2 separate regions of the Dromaius novaehollandiae genome follow, and region 2 is linked to region 1. The links are chromatin contacts, called in public Hi-C maps. All regions are on one chromosome and are shown on one strand. Each heading gives the region's core, a stretch centred on a gene start, on an enhancer-like site or on the middle of the called end of the contact. The rest is flanking DNA. Distances are from core to core; before and after follow the strand shown.

The links. A called contact is a pair of places that touch in the nucleus more often than the background predicts.
Region 2: a contact with region 1 is called in a Hi-C map of ovary, with 2.6 times the contacts expected there. The contact joins two enhancer-like sites. A contact is called at or near these places in 3 of 4 Hi-C or Micro-C datasets (brain, liver and ovary).

What each region holds. Positions count from the first base shown.
Region 1 is chr6:28,788,188-28,794,386 of bDroNov1.hap1, forward strand. It overlaps IFIT5 (interferon induced protein with tetratricopeptide repeats 5), which reads left to right. Exons shown (of 2, transcript XM_026094152.2): 2 at 1-2,478. The coding sequence ends at 547. SLC16A12 (solute carrier family 16 member 12) reads right to left here. Exons shown (of 7, transcript XM_064514015.1): 7 at 2,702-5,838. The coding sequence ends at 5,576. Among named protein-coding and RNA genes, the nearest start is that of IFIT5, 6.3 kb to the left of the region's middle. Within about 2 kb of position 1,619, at least 1 of the 2 cell types and tissues checked has open chromatin away from gene starts, as enhancers often do.
Region 2 is chr6:28,828,547-28,834,911 of bDroNov1.hap1, forward strand. No RefSeq gene overlaps it. Among named protein-coding and RNA genes, the nearest start is that of SLC16A12, 3.6 kb to the left of the region's middle. Within about 2 kb of position 3,240, at least 1 of the 2 cell types and tissues checked has open chromatin away from gene starts, as enhancers often do.

The sequences.
Region 1 (6,199 bases), core at 369-2,868:
GTTTCGACTGAAAAAGCCTACAAAGTATGCCCCCAGAGAACAAGTGGAAGAACTCATTCGACTTAGCATTTTTCATTTTCAAAGAGCAATTCAGCAAAAGTCAACATTTTTTTCTGCCTACAATGACCTAGCAATGATGTATGCAGAAGGAAATAAGTATCGAGAAGCAGAACAGACATTTCAGAAAGTGTTTCAAATGACGAATCTACACAGTGCAGATAAACAAGAGCTCTACTACTATTATGGACGCTTTCAGCATTTTCATAGGAAATCAGAATCTGAAGCTCTTAAATATTACACAGAAGGGCTGAAAATTGAGACTGATTCTGCCGGGAGAATTAAGTGCAAAATTGCTCTGAAGAAATTGTTGGAACAGAAAATTCAAGAACGTTCAGCAGATGCAGCAACTTTTAGCACACTTGGACTCATCCATCGACTAAACAATGAGAAACAGCAGGCAATTGAGTGCTATGAGAAAGCCCTGAAATTGGATCCTGAAAATGAAGAACATTGGAGTGCATTATGCGAGCTACGACGTTCATCTTAATCTAAAGCTCCCAAGAATTCTCTCTCACAACCCCCCCAACCCCCTCCAAAAAAGTTTCAACAGACTCTCAGAACTATTTTTTTTAAGGTTGAAATTATAACCAGATGAAAGACATGGTAGCATCACCTTCTGGCGATAACGTAGAAATTGAAAGCGTTGATTCTTCATTTGCCAACTAAGAGTATGCTTGCTAACATTCAAGAGCTCTGAGTGCTCTTCAATAGTAACATTTCTATAAAGGCTGTATTTGAGTTGTGATCTCAAGGACACAGGACTTCTAAGTTAGAAATCGTATCTTCCACTGAGAAAAAGGGAATGGTAATATTGTAACATTCAATCTATCCCCCACCAGGGTAGATATTTAATTTACCACCCACCAGGTTTCCTCTTGCAAAGGTGGCCCTGCCTAGGGAAAGACAGGAGAGGGAGAAGAACAGGACAGACTGGAAGCAGGACTGACATGCCAATCCTGAAAGTTGGCAAGAACAAAACTGGGGTTGAACTCAGGAACTGGCGATTCCCTATCACGTTGTACTGCCTATGTGGGCAAAACAGTACATTAGGTGACCCCACTGCCTTTATCAATCTTGAGGTGTCTAATATCCATGCTGTTTCCCTCTAAACCCTTCTGAGGGCAGCAGGGAGGAATTCAAGATTGCATTTGCACATCCCTGCTCCCCTCCACAGCCTGCTACCAGAGCCCATCCTGCCCCTTTCCTGGAAAATAAGCCTTGCAGAAATAAAGAGAAGCAATAAAATATTCCAAGGAGAAAAATGTGAGCCTGAAATTTTCATGAGTCAGAGGTTGTCTCCACCACAATGAAGTGAGTCACAGTGAGACCCCACAATTCAAGATCTCTTATTTATCGTGCCTTGCCTTGTTTTGGCTCTGGAGGATTGCGATGGACTGTGGTATACTACCCTGGGATGCTCTGTGCAAACATTGTTTTCCAGACCATGTTTAATATCTCGAAAATGCAAAGAACTTCGTTCCCACAGGGTGGTGCTGCTGCATTGCCGGCATGGTCACCCAGGAAAAAGCCTGAGCCGGAGCTTTTGGTAGCAGACAAAATGAAAAGCAACATACAGTGTCCAGTGCAACTGCCAAAACAGAACGACGCAGGGGCTGAACGCATCTCATTTGCACGAAGTGCGAACACCTCCATGGAATCTGCGCTTTTGGTGCAGGAAGAAGAAAGGAGTGAAGACAACCCTGCACAGAGTACTCAGTTATGAACCAAAATACCAAATTACAACACAGCAGAGTTGTCCAAAGACTTACAAATATATCCATTTTAAAAACCAATTAAAGATCATATTATGCACTTACTTACACTGAATTTATTTTCACTGCGTGGAGAAGAGTATTATTCCAAGCAGGATCTGCCTGAGGTAGGATCCACGTGTTTCTGTCTTGGACAGATGCTACCCAAGCCAGGTTAGACCACGCTGTCCCTGGAAGCTATATAGGCTCAGCAGGGCAGTGCTGCAGCCAAGCTGAAGTTCACCAGGGCCCAGCAGGGCTAGCAGGAACGGGCAGTATTATCCTGGCTATTTATTCACAACTGGCTTAGGTATCTCTGCCTACAACTGCACTGTGCCACGCCAGCATATCCTGTATGGAGAACAGCTTGAATATTGTTGCTGCATAGTTCTGTTTCCAAGCAAACATTTTCTGCTGAATTAGTTCTTTAAAACAAGAATTAATCCTAAGTGCAACATACGAATGGAAATGCCTACAAAAAATACCTTGAAATAAATAAAAATTTATCTGAAAACACTAATCATTTGTTACACAGTACTACTTAATAGGGTATAAATGTATATATTATTATTCCAAAATTCTTTCATAATATGTAATTTTGGCATGAATAACTGCTGACATGTCATGAGGTTGAAAAAAAGTAATTAAAATTTTGTTAACAACAGCAGTGACATAACTTACTGAAATAGCGTATCTTCTTTATAGACCAAACGACTCCCTATTTCTTGGTATGAAACTTTTGCAGTTAGATCTAAAAATGACATTTTCATCACTACTAATTAGCAGAACTGCCTTTAATTGTTTTTAATGTGCATATTGTTCCTAACTCATTACAGAATATTTATGGAGAATTTTTTTACTTTTTTAATGAATGTATCTTACAACCAAACTTAAGGCCCCTTGATATATTTTCATGTACTGTCACGAGAGTCACAATCAGATTACATCCCACGATCACACAAACAAAAAATTAAATCAACAACTGAAATTGCCTTTTATTTTTTCTTAGGATACAAAATTCTCACCAGTCCTGACTCAGGCTAATGGTCCTTCCTCACAGGCACAGACCAGTAAAGATAGCACCTTCCCTCTGCTCCTGTTCTCACAAAAAGATGGCTGCATAAACCTAGAAGAGTGACTGCAGATTATTTTAGCCAGAAAAACAGTCACAAACCAAAAGAAAAATATGGTTCAGACACAAGTCAAACTTGCAATAACATGTTATGAATTTTGTTTTCTTTCGGGGGTAGTTTATGGGAAATAATCATTAGGAAACAGAGGTTGGTGGAAAGACAAAAGACACGAGTTCAGTCTGGAGAACGAAAACTTTTCCAGATTCTTTGGCATGCAGGTGTTTTGGACTTCTGCTTTCAAAAATAGCTCTTCTAGGCTAAGTTAACCAGCTCTGTTATATTTACAATCAGAATCTTGCCTGAAGAATGATATTGCAATATTCCAAATTCAGACTGGAATATTTCTAGTATTTGGCTTTGAATATTAGTTCAGATTCAAGATACGATTTTTCTGGTGCAAATACTCATTTCTATTTGTTACCTGTATGTCTGCATCAAACTTAGAAGCCCTCTCACCTTCACTGTGACCAATTTAAAAGCATGTTAGGAAGAAATGAAGGAGTCCTAAAGCTGCACTTCTGAAAAATACACAAACCAGATGAAAATAAGTCAAAGCCATGGGCCACAGTCATTCGTATGATGGGTCCACTTTGCCCGGCACTAAAGATATAGCAGCCCCATAGAGGAACTCCTTGGTCAAGAGTGCTTCTCCCACAGGAGACCTCCAGCATGTACCACGCTGGCTGCCTCTTAGAAGTCCAGCAAGGAGAAAGGGGCACATTTGGGGAAACTTTTGGCCTATGCAGATATCTGGGGTGCCCTGGGTCACTGGCCCTGTGGCATCCGGTGGAAATGCAATCCATCCTTGGTTGCTCCCACCCGATGCCACGTAGAGCTGAAGTAATGCCATGTCACTAGTTTTAAGCAGGTTTTGCACTCCTCAGTCTGTGTTCTGTGCATGTAAATCATGCCACTTGCTCTGAACAGGTTTCTGGAGTGTGGTTGCTATAAATGCTTTGAACACTGCCAACTGAAGTCAAACAGTATCAACGTTATATTTGAAATATGCATGAAAAATAAAACTACTTTACACACATACTATTTATATATATGAAAAATACATCATGCCCTTATGGTTGTGTTCTTTTTACTCTTGATCTAAATCAGCTTCATAGTCTATGTTGCTTTCCCTTGTGAGGCGCTGAGTGGAATAGGACATCATTAGCAAACACTGAATACCTTGTAGATGGTTATCAAAGCAATAGTTCAGCATTGATGAAAATTTGGACTCTGATCACTTTACTAATGAACAGAACAAAGCTTTATACTGTATCAAAATACAGGAATGATTTGCATGTCAGAACGTGAAGTTCCTCCATCTCTGACAACAGCTTCATTTTGGAAATGCAGAAGCATCCCATTATTTAATAAATCATCACATCAATAATTTATCCCATGAGGTACATTCGGTCTATATCATTTACAAAGCAGACAGCTGTAGTTTTTTGCTAGCACAAGTAGCAGGAAATCATCAGCAAATCACAGCTGTTGTTTTCTGGCCACCCACAGCAAATGACCTGATCAACTCTTCAGCTGGTACAAATGAGGAATTTACACCATCTGAAGACAGAGCTCCTGGATCCAATAAAGGAGACAGCCCTGACATTACAGTATGCAGAAACAACCCATCTGCCAACATCCTCTTTCCTAACAGCCTGCAGAGCGAGCAGTTTCTCAGTTATCTGCTTGCACACTCTGCTTCAACAACTGCTGATTTCACAGAAGGAAGAGACGGTGCATTTGGAAAAACACGAGCCTTTCCGCCTGGCCTCCTGGGCTGACAGGCTGCCTTTGCACCTCCACCACCTAACACAGCGAAAGCAGGCTCTGCCTGTCAGTGTGCCTGGTCTTCCAGCACAGATGTACTCCCAGCGCACCCGCAGCAGCGCAGCCACAGCCCTTTGCCACCTTCCCAGAAAGGGAAATTCAGGCTTTAATGATCTCCAGGAAAAAAAGTGACAACTGCCTTAAAATTTTGGTGTAGCTGAAGTTTGGGAAAGTAGCTCTAAAAACATGTATCAAACGAAGTTGCAACTTGCATACAAAATTTAGGCACACTGTAAAAAATAAAGCTGCCTCAGAGATGCTTTCTACACAAACTACAGCTTCCTGACAGATTTTCTTAAAAATGTCTTTGGCATGTAAAACAGTTATTTGCAAAGAGTTTTATGCAGATGGATAAATGTGAAGGTTTTTGGTGGGTTCTTCGATTAGTCCACTGAAACATAACAGACCAGGACACCAAAAAGCTTATTTCCTCAACATGGTTTAAAAAATAATTTAAAAAATAATTTAAGCTTAAATTTTGTTGTTCATTTTGTTGATTACATCATCATTTACTTTTGATTATAGCCAATTATCTTCTTTGATATTACCAATAGAGTCAACATACTGCATTAGAAACAAATCTGTGAACACCTGTATCTATAAACTCTCTTCACTTTTAATCTAGCTCTGTCCTATTATTGTATTAACTTTGTATTACTGTTGCTGTGTGTCGATTTTTGCCTACTAAAACATGACAGAAAAATCGAACTGGGAGATGCTTTGTTTCACAGGAGTAATATCCTCAGCAGCATAACACCATACAGCCACGTCTGGCTGTGCTGTGCTGAATCTTGATGGCACTTGTCATCTGTTGCTGTAGCTGTTTGTATCCGCAGCCAAAAATTCAACATCCTTTTGGTCTAATTCTCCTGTGACAGAATAAGCTATTGCGCCATTTGCCCAGATGTGCTGTTTGGTGTTAGCATCATTGGTAAGTGACTGCAAATGTGTTCTTTTGATTTTCTTTGCTAGTCTTGCAAAGCACAATAATGTTGAACTAAATATCATAGAAAATCCACACAGGAGGAATGATGCAGTGTAGCTGCCAGTTGTATCCACAAGCCAACCTGCAGGGAAAAAAAAAAAAAAAAAAGAAAAGAAAGAAATCATGTTTAAGGTTTCCAGGTTTCTGATAATTTACAAATTCTGTGATCAGCAGCACTGCTGCAGTTTTACCACATTGCAGTACAACTAAACAATACAGATACATGTAGCTGTCACTATACCTCGGGCAGTGGGGGAGTAGGAATTTGACTTTAATATCAGCAGGTAGATAAGGCTTTTATGGGCTTCTTTTCAGAGGTCAAACCAATGAGAAAAGGCACAGCAGTCATCACTATAGTACTAAATAAATATCTTTCATATGCACAGATTTAACTGTCAATCTTGAGACATGCTTAGGGAGCCTTGGGATTAAATATTGTGTGC
Region 2 (6,365 bases), core at 1,990-4,489, 42 kb after region 1:
AATTTGAGCAGGCTTTGGACCCTAGACTCTTGGAACAAGTTTCAAATTCCAGCAGCCTTTTGTTTATCCAAGAAAGATAAACTAAGTGGCCTGTTGAATACTGCAAGGGTTTTCAGGCAAGATCTGGAAAACAACAGGTCTTTGCTCAGAATGGACATTAAACATCCTGTGACACTTTCTATAAGAACAAAGATAAAGAAGGACCTTTTCTTTCCCTCCCCAAACATGCTTGTCTGACAAGGACTGCCTGGTTCCTGTCTTGTACCCAGGACCTTGCTGCCTTTGAGTGTTGCTATAAACAGCAAGTGCAAATCGCCCAGGAGAGCACGAGCAGAGCCTAAGGAGAGGGTGGCTGTTAGGTGTCTGACTGCTCTCCCAGGGTAAGCTCAAAATCCCTCAGGGTACATAAGTACACACAGCTGGAGTAAGCAGAGCTGCTTCTGGGCAGTTTCTTGGTAGAAAGGGACTCCTCTTTCCAGGTCTTGGGGCTACTCTGAATGGGACTGTGGCATACAAGTACTCCCTTATTGCTGCATGGTACCTTGCAGCAGCTGTAGAGAAAAGGGCTAGATTTTCCCCACAGATTGTGTGGGGAACAAAAACTTTTTATTGAGAAAAAAATGCAGCTCTCACTTTCTTGGTGAGATTTGGATTTTGCTCTTTTTACAGTTCTGTGGTATTTTTGAAAGATTTCTAAGCTTACAGCAAGTCTCATCAGCACCATCATAGAAATCTACGACAATTCCCCCATCAATGATGAGAACAACAGCGATCACTCAGGCTGGCTGCTGGCATTTTGACCTCTGGGTCAACAACAGGTAACACTTTCTTCTTTGTGGTGCGCAAAGGACGTGGTCAGAGCACCACAGAAAAACACACAAAGCACATCAGATATTGTAAGTATGGGGCATACTCATGAATATGAGCTGCAACACTACTCATTTTTTGCTGACCCTGACTAAAACAATATGCGTGACTTCACGTGGCTCTGTGGAGCAACATTCTAACAATAGCAGAAATAAGAGGTCTTGGTTTATATTCATGTTTTGTACATTTGTGACAGGTTTCCTTGAGTCACTGCTAGAACAGATTTTTCTCATACAAATTGCAACTGCAGACATCTGATAAATGATCTGTTTCACTGCTTCATCTAGCAGTTTGACAACCACCACAGAAAATAATTCACTTGTAGTGACCTTCTCGGTTGCTGGACTATGCTTGTTACTTCTCTGGAACTGCTGTCATCAAGACATCAAAGGAATACATTCCCTCACCTGGAGTGCCTGACCAGGTTAAGACAACACATCTGGGAGGGGTGTTTTGTTTTGGTCTCTATGCAAACATGAGCAAGAATAAAACCTTTACAGTGTCTAATTCTTTTTGGTTTGGAAAATGCAGAAAAAGTGTAAAACCAGAATGTGATGGGTGAAGTGAGTGCTTTTATAGTTTGGAGGACAGTTATGTGCCATGGTACAATGTATGAACAACCTTTCTCTGCATGTGTGTGCTTTAAGTAAGTGCATACTTAAAATTATTTGTGATAAACTGAAAACCACACTACCCTCCTTCCTCTCCCTTCTTCCTCCACCCCCCTAATAAAAACAGCCAACATTACAGGGATATATTGTAACTGCATGCTCATAACATTTTCAAATCTGGTCACTAACTTTTGGATCTCCAGCCTTTGATATTTTATAGTGAATGGGACTCATAGCCTGACATCTCTGAAAATTCAGCCAAAGACATCACAGGTTGGACAAACTGTAATCCGCATAGTTTCCTCAGTTTCCCATTTGCAGCTACAACCCTCATCTTGAATACCCCAAGGCGAGTAGTTGAGGTGCTCACCTGCTAGTGAGCAGAGCCTCCTTTAGATGAGGTCCAAGCTGTGTTGGTCACCTACCTACCGGACTTCCGGAAGATCATAAAACAGTGATGAATTCCTCAAAATACGTTGCTCTATTAGTCACATATGCAATCTGTTTTAGGAAAAAAGGGTATGTAATAGCTATTTCACAGCCTTCCCTCTTTTTGCAATAGAAATTCCTGGAAAGTAAGAACCATTGTATGGGGTCAGACGAAAAAATTAAGAACAGCCTTGTTTCTAAGGATGCCAAGGACTACACGCAGCTACATCTTGCAGTCTATTTTGCCTAAACGTCTGCATCACCTTCCTGAACTTTGGGAAAGGCTGGCAGAAATATCCTCTATTTCTTGATATAAACTAAATATAGACAGATTAATGTTTAGTATTATTTGAACAAGAGGATGATCTATCTCCTTTTAGTGATTACAAGCTTCCCCACTTCAAAGCTAGGAGTGAGAAAGCCCAGAAGTTATCCTTCATTTTTTCTTTCACTTTTCTTCAATAACAAAAGAACAGAAAGACAAACCCTTAGTCCTGCCTACACATGGAAGGCCCACAAGGTATGAAATCAAGTTATGTTGCACAATGTTAGACTATTTTGTTATCATGAAACAGGACTGTCATTTTTAACAACCTGTTGCCTTGCTGCTGTTTATCTGTGGTCTCTGGTCTGGTGTAGCATTGAAATCCTTTAAATGGAACAGCCTATCTATAGAACTAACACCATGGCATTTCTCTTTACAGTAGGCATGTTTGACATCCAGCTACACAAATCATTATCAAAAACATTTTCTAACACTGGTTTTCCCAGTGTAAACTGGGCCTTATTCACATAAGTAAGAGTTTACAGAAACAAGCACAAATCCCAGAGAGGAGGCACCCCAAATTCACTCTTCCACTGCGCTTGCACTTTTAGGTCTGAGTACATGCAGTAAGCTTTTGGATGCTTATTAATGCACAGATTTACCAAAGATCAGCACTCCAGCTAGTCAGAAATTTCCAGTGCAATAGTTTTTCACTAGAAAACAGATTCACTAAAACAAATGTTCTATGGAAATACGGTTCTGACAAACATTTGGCAGTACAAAGGCAAGAGATTTAGGAAATCTTGTCTGTCAAATAACTTTCCTTTGGCGGCCTGCTAGGCTTCCTGCTAGCTTGCTTTTTTGGTGGAAAAAGGGAAACTTCAAAATGTCTGAATTTCATTTCAGATCAGAAGGAAGCCTTAATTGGATGCTGGAATTTTTCACAACATGGGAATAATAAATATGAATTAATTGTACTTGGAAGCAAGCCTTCGCAGAGCCATTCAAGTCTCTGCCTTCCATACCCACTTGACTGCGGACTAGAGGCGCAGGCTATTTCGATCTATGCAGAAATCTGACACCAGAAATAGCCATAGTGTTGCTCAAGTCTGAAGAGAGCTAAGCATTTCCATGGCTCTACAAATTTTCACGGTATTTTATTTCTGTTCTCCCACTGGATGACAAACACGGCTTGCCATGCCCTTCAGCAGCGATGGTGTTAGCAGCTTACCCTGCACGTCACAACAGTAAGGATGCAACACCAGACTCCCCCTCACTTGTACCAACACTCAGAGAAAAGCACAGCGAGGTCTGCCCCTTTGAACAGTTTGCACAAACAGGGCTGAGGGGGGGAACAAAGCCTGAAGGCAGTGCAGGTCTGCTTCATCCCACTCCCCAAACCTGGCCGCAACACCAAACGGAGGGAGATGGTGAGCCACCACCCCTTCTCCACACCTCTACATGGCAGAAAACCTGTCACCTGGGGGGAATGGGCTGTACCTCAGACTAAACTACAGTCGGCATTCGCTGACTGCTGCGGCTTTCGAGGAGAGCTCTTCACAGTTCACTGGATATGCTGTTGCTGCAGACTTTCGTTCCAGCTCACCTGCAAAACGTACAGCTTAGCAGCTAGCAATAATTTCAATTCAGTTTTTACTACTTAATTCCTGTATTTGCTGTGTTCGCAGGCTGGGGAGGAGTTTCTTTGCTTTAAAGTTTAATATATTCCTTTATATAAAATATGCCCATTGATAATATCTCGAGCAAACATTTACAAAGCTACCAAACTCAGAAAATACATTCATTCCAACTAAAGGGCAAATTACAAGCATCAGAGATTTCTGTTTTACTTGGAGATGTATCAGGTTAGTGCCGGGGCACTTACGTAACACTAAACCTTACACCGCATGTGTGTGGCGGGGGTGTGTGTGTGTGTGTGTGTGTGTGTAAGTTTTTTTCTGTTTTTTTTTTTTTTTTCTCCTTTCTTGGATTTGAGCATGTGTGGACAGAGTGCTAAAGCAGAGCCAGCTAAATGTACAAAGACTCCCTGCTAAATATCCTGTGGCAGGATATTTAGGTGAATCTTGTGATGCTGACTCTCCATGGCCTTGCATTTCAGCAGTGGCTACGTGGCTGCCAAGCTGGACAGGCTGCCACCGCTCTAAGGGAACAAGTTGCATTTCCCTGCTGCCACACTGGAGCCACTAAGCAAGGTGCCTCATGGTTTTCCAGCAAATTCGTTTTAACGTGTAAATTCAGCAGCCACTTGAAATAAGATAGAAGTGGATTTCTGAGACTGATTTCTATAGGAAAGAGAAGAAAATGGGAATTTTTCATCCAGAAAAGAGCACAGTCACCCAAGTCCCGAGTGGCTTGTGTCTATGCACACCTTCACAGGATACACTTACCCCAGTTTCTAATAGCGATGGAATAAAGAAGGGTTCACTGCTGCTCTCTTTTTTTAAGCCTCCTGATTTAATTGGAAAGGAACTGGGCAGGAACTGAACTGGTGGGTGGCAATGCCACCTCGTGGGAAGAATGGCATCGAGGAATCGACTCTCCTTTGTGCCACTGATACTGTTTGGCAGGGGAAGGTTTGAGGCACCACTTCTATCCATGTAGGCCCAGAGCTAGCAGGTCAGCACAAAAAGAAAAAAAAAGTTTACCAGACTTTCCTACTGTAAAAATACACAGATAGAGTACAAGGCTTGCTGATTCTGCAGTGGACGTGCAAAACATGAGACCTCAATCTCAAGCAGATGCATCCAAATGCATGAGTGCTTTCACGCAGGCCTGGGTAAAAACATCCTTCACTATTCTTGGGTGATAAATACACATCTATGTGCAGCCTTGAAGCCTAATCTTGTCTGCTCAAGAACACAAAGTTTAAAACACTAGAGATATGGAATGGTAGTAACTGTATCAGCTGCTGTAAGACTAATGCTGCTAATTGTAAGACTAGTAACAGAAACTTATTTCCTCATTGATAGATTTCTGATTCAAGCTTTACACTTGAATCAGAAGGGGCTTGTTCATTCTAAAGAGCACTTCTCTGATGTTTGTGTATTCAGTCTTTTTCTTGTGGCCAGATGTTCCCAACACTAAGTTGCCTATCATACATGATAATCTTCCTAGCAGGATAAGTGAAAAGGTCAGGAACCAAAAGGGAACAGATTCTAAATTACCTTCTTTCCTCAAACAGGCCAGCCAGGCAAATAGGCTAGGATAAGAAAAGCTTATTCTTTTCTCACTTACATGAATAAAGAGATTTCAATCTCCAAGATCAAAGAGCCCCATATTTAGGAAAGTAAGACTTGTATACTGTCTTCATGCAAGTGGCCATCAGACTATACAGAGTGATATTCAGTATCAGCTCTCTTGCTCCTAAGCTGATAAAGGTACTTATAATTCCAGGGTTGGTATCTGAGAACTTCATAGTAGTGTGCATAGAATGAAACTATAAAAAACATTTTTACCATAACACTGTGAAGCAAATGTCCATGGGAGTCTGACAAAGAGGATCTTGAAACACTTTCCATGTTGTATTAGGCAGGTTAAAAAAATCAAGCTCTTAGAGAGAAAAAGAAAAATCAGAAACTGAAAAAAGTCTTCCTAGCAAAAAGCTAAGCTGACCTTGATGCTTGTTTCCATGAATGAAAGTTGAATTAATTTTCAGAGGTGAATGCCTCTTTTCTGCAGCTTCACCTTTTCGGATGCAATTTCTAAGCAAGGGAAGAGAGGGGGGGAAAAAAAAAAAGAAAATAATTTTGAGAAGGATCAGCTCCTGAATATTTTTGGGCCTACCGGTAAATGAAAAAGAGCAGCTGTAGTGTGGGACAGGTTATGGGCCACAGTCTGCAGCCTTCACCAGGAAGCAGCCTTGGCTTCCCTTGTACAATTCTTCCCTCTTCAGAGAGGGGGCAAACCAGTCACGCATAGAGCACTGCCACACTGCGCAGGCAAATCTGCTGGAGAGACGACTTCAAACCTCCTATATTTGAAGAGAAAAAGAGATAACTTACTTTCTAAGCTGAGAAAGAAGCAACTCTAAAACACTAGGAAATTTGGGAAAGGGTTTTTGGTTTATTTCATAAATATTTCTGGATTTTTCTGTGCACAGCTTTTGTAGCCAAGTGCAATATGCTGAATGCTAGCTGGGTAACAGCATGATTATGTCCTAAGAACAGTATGTA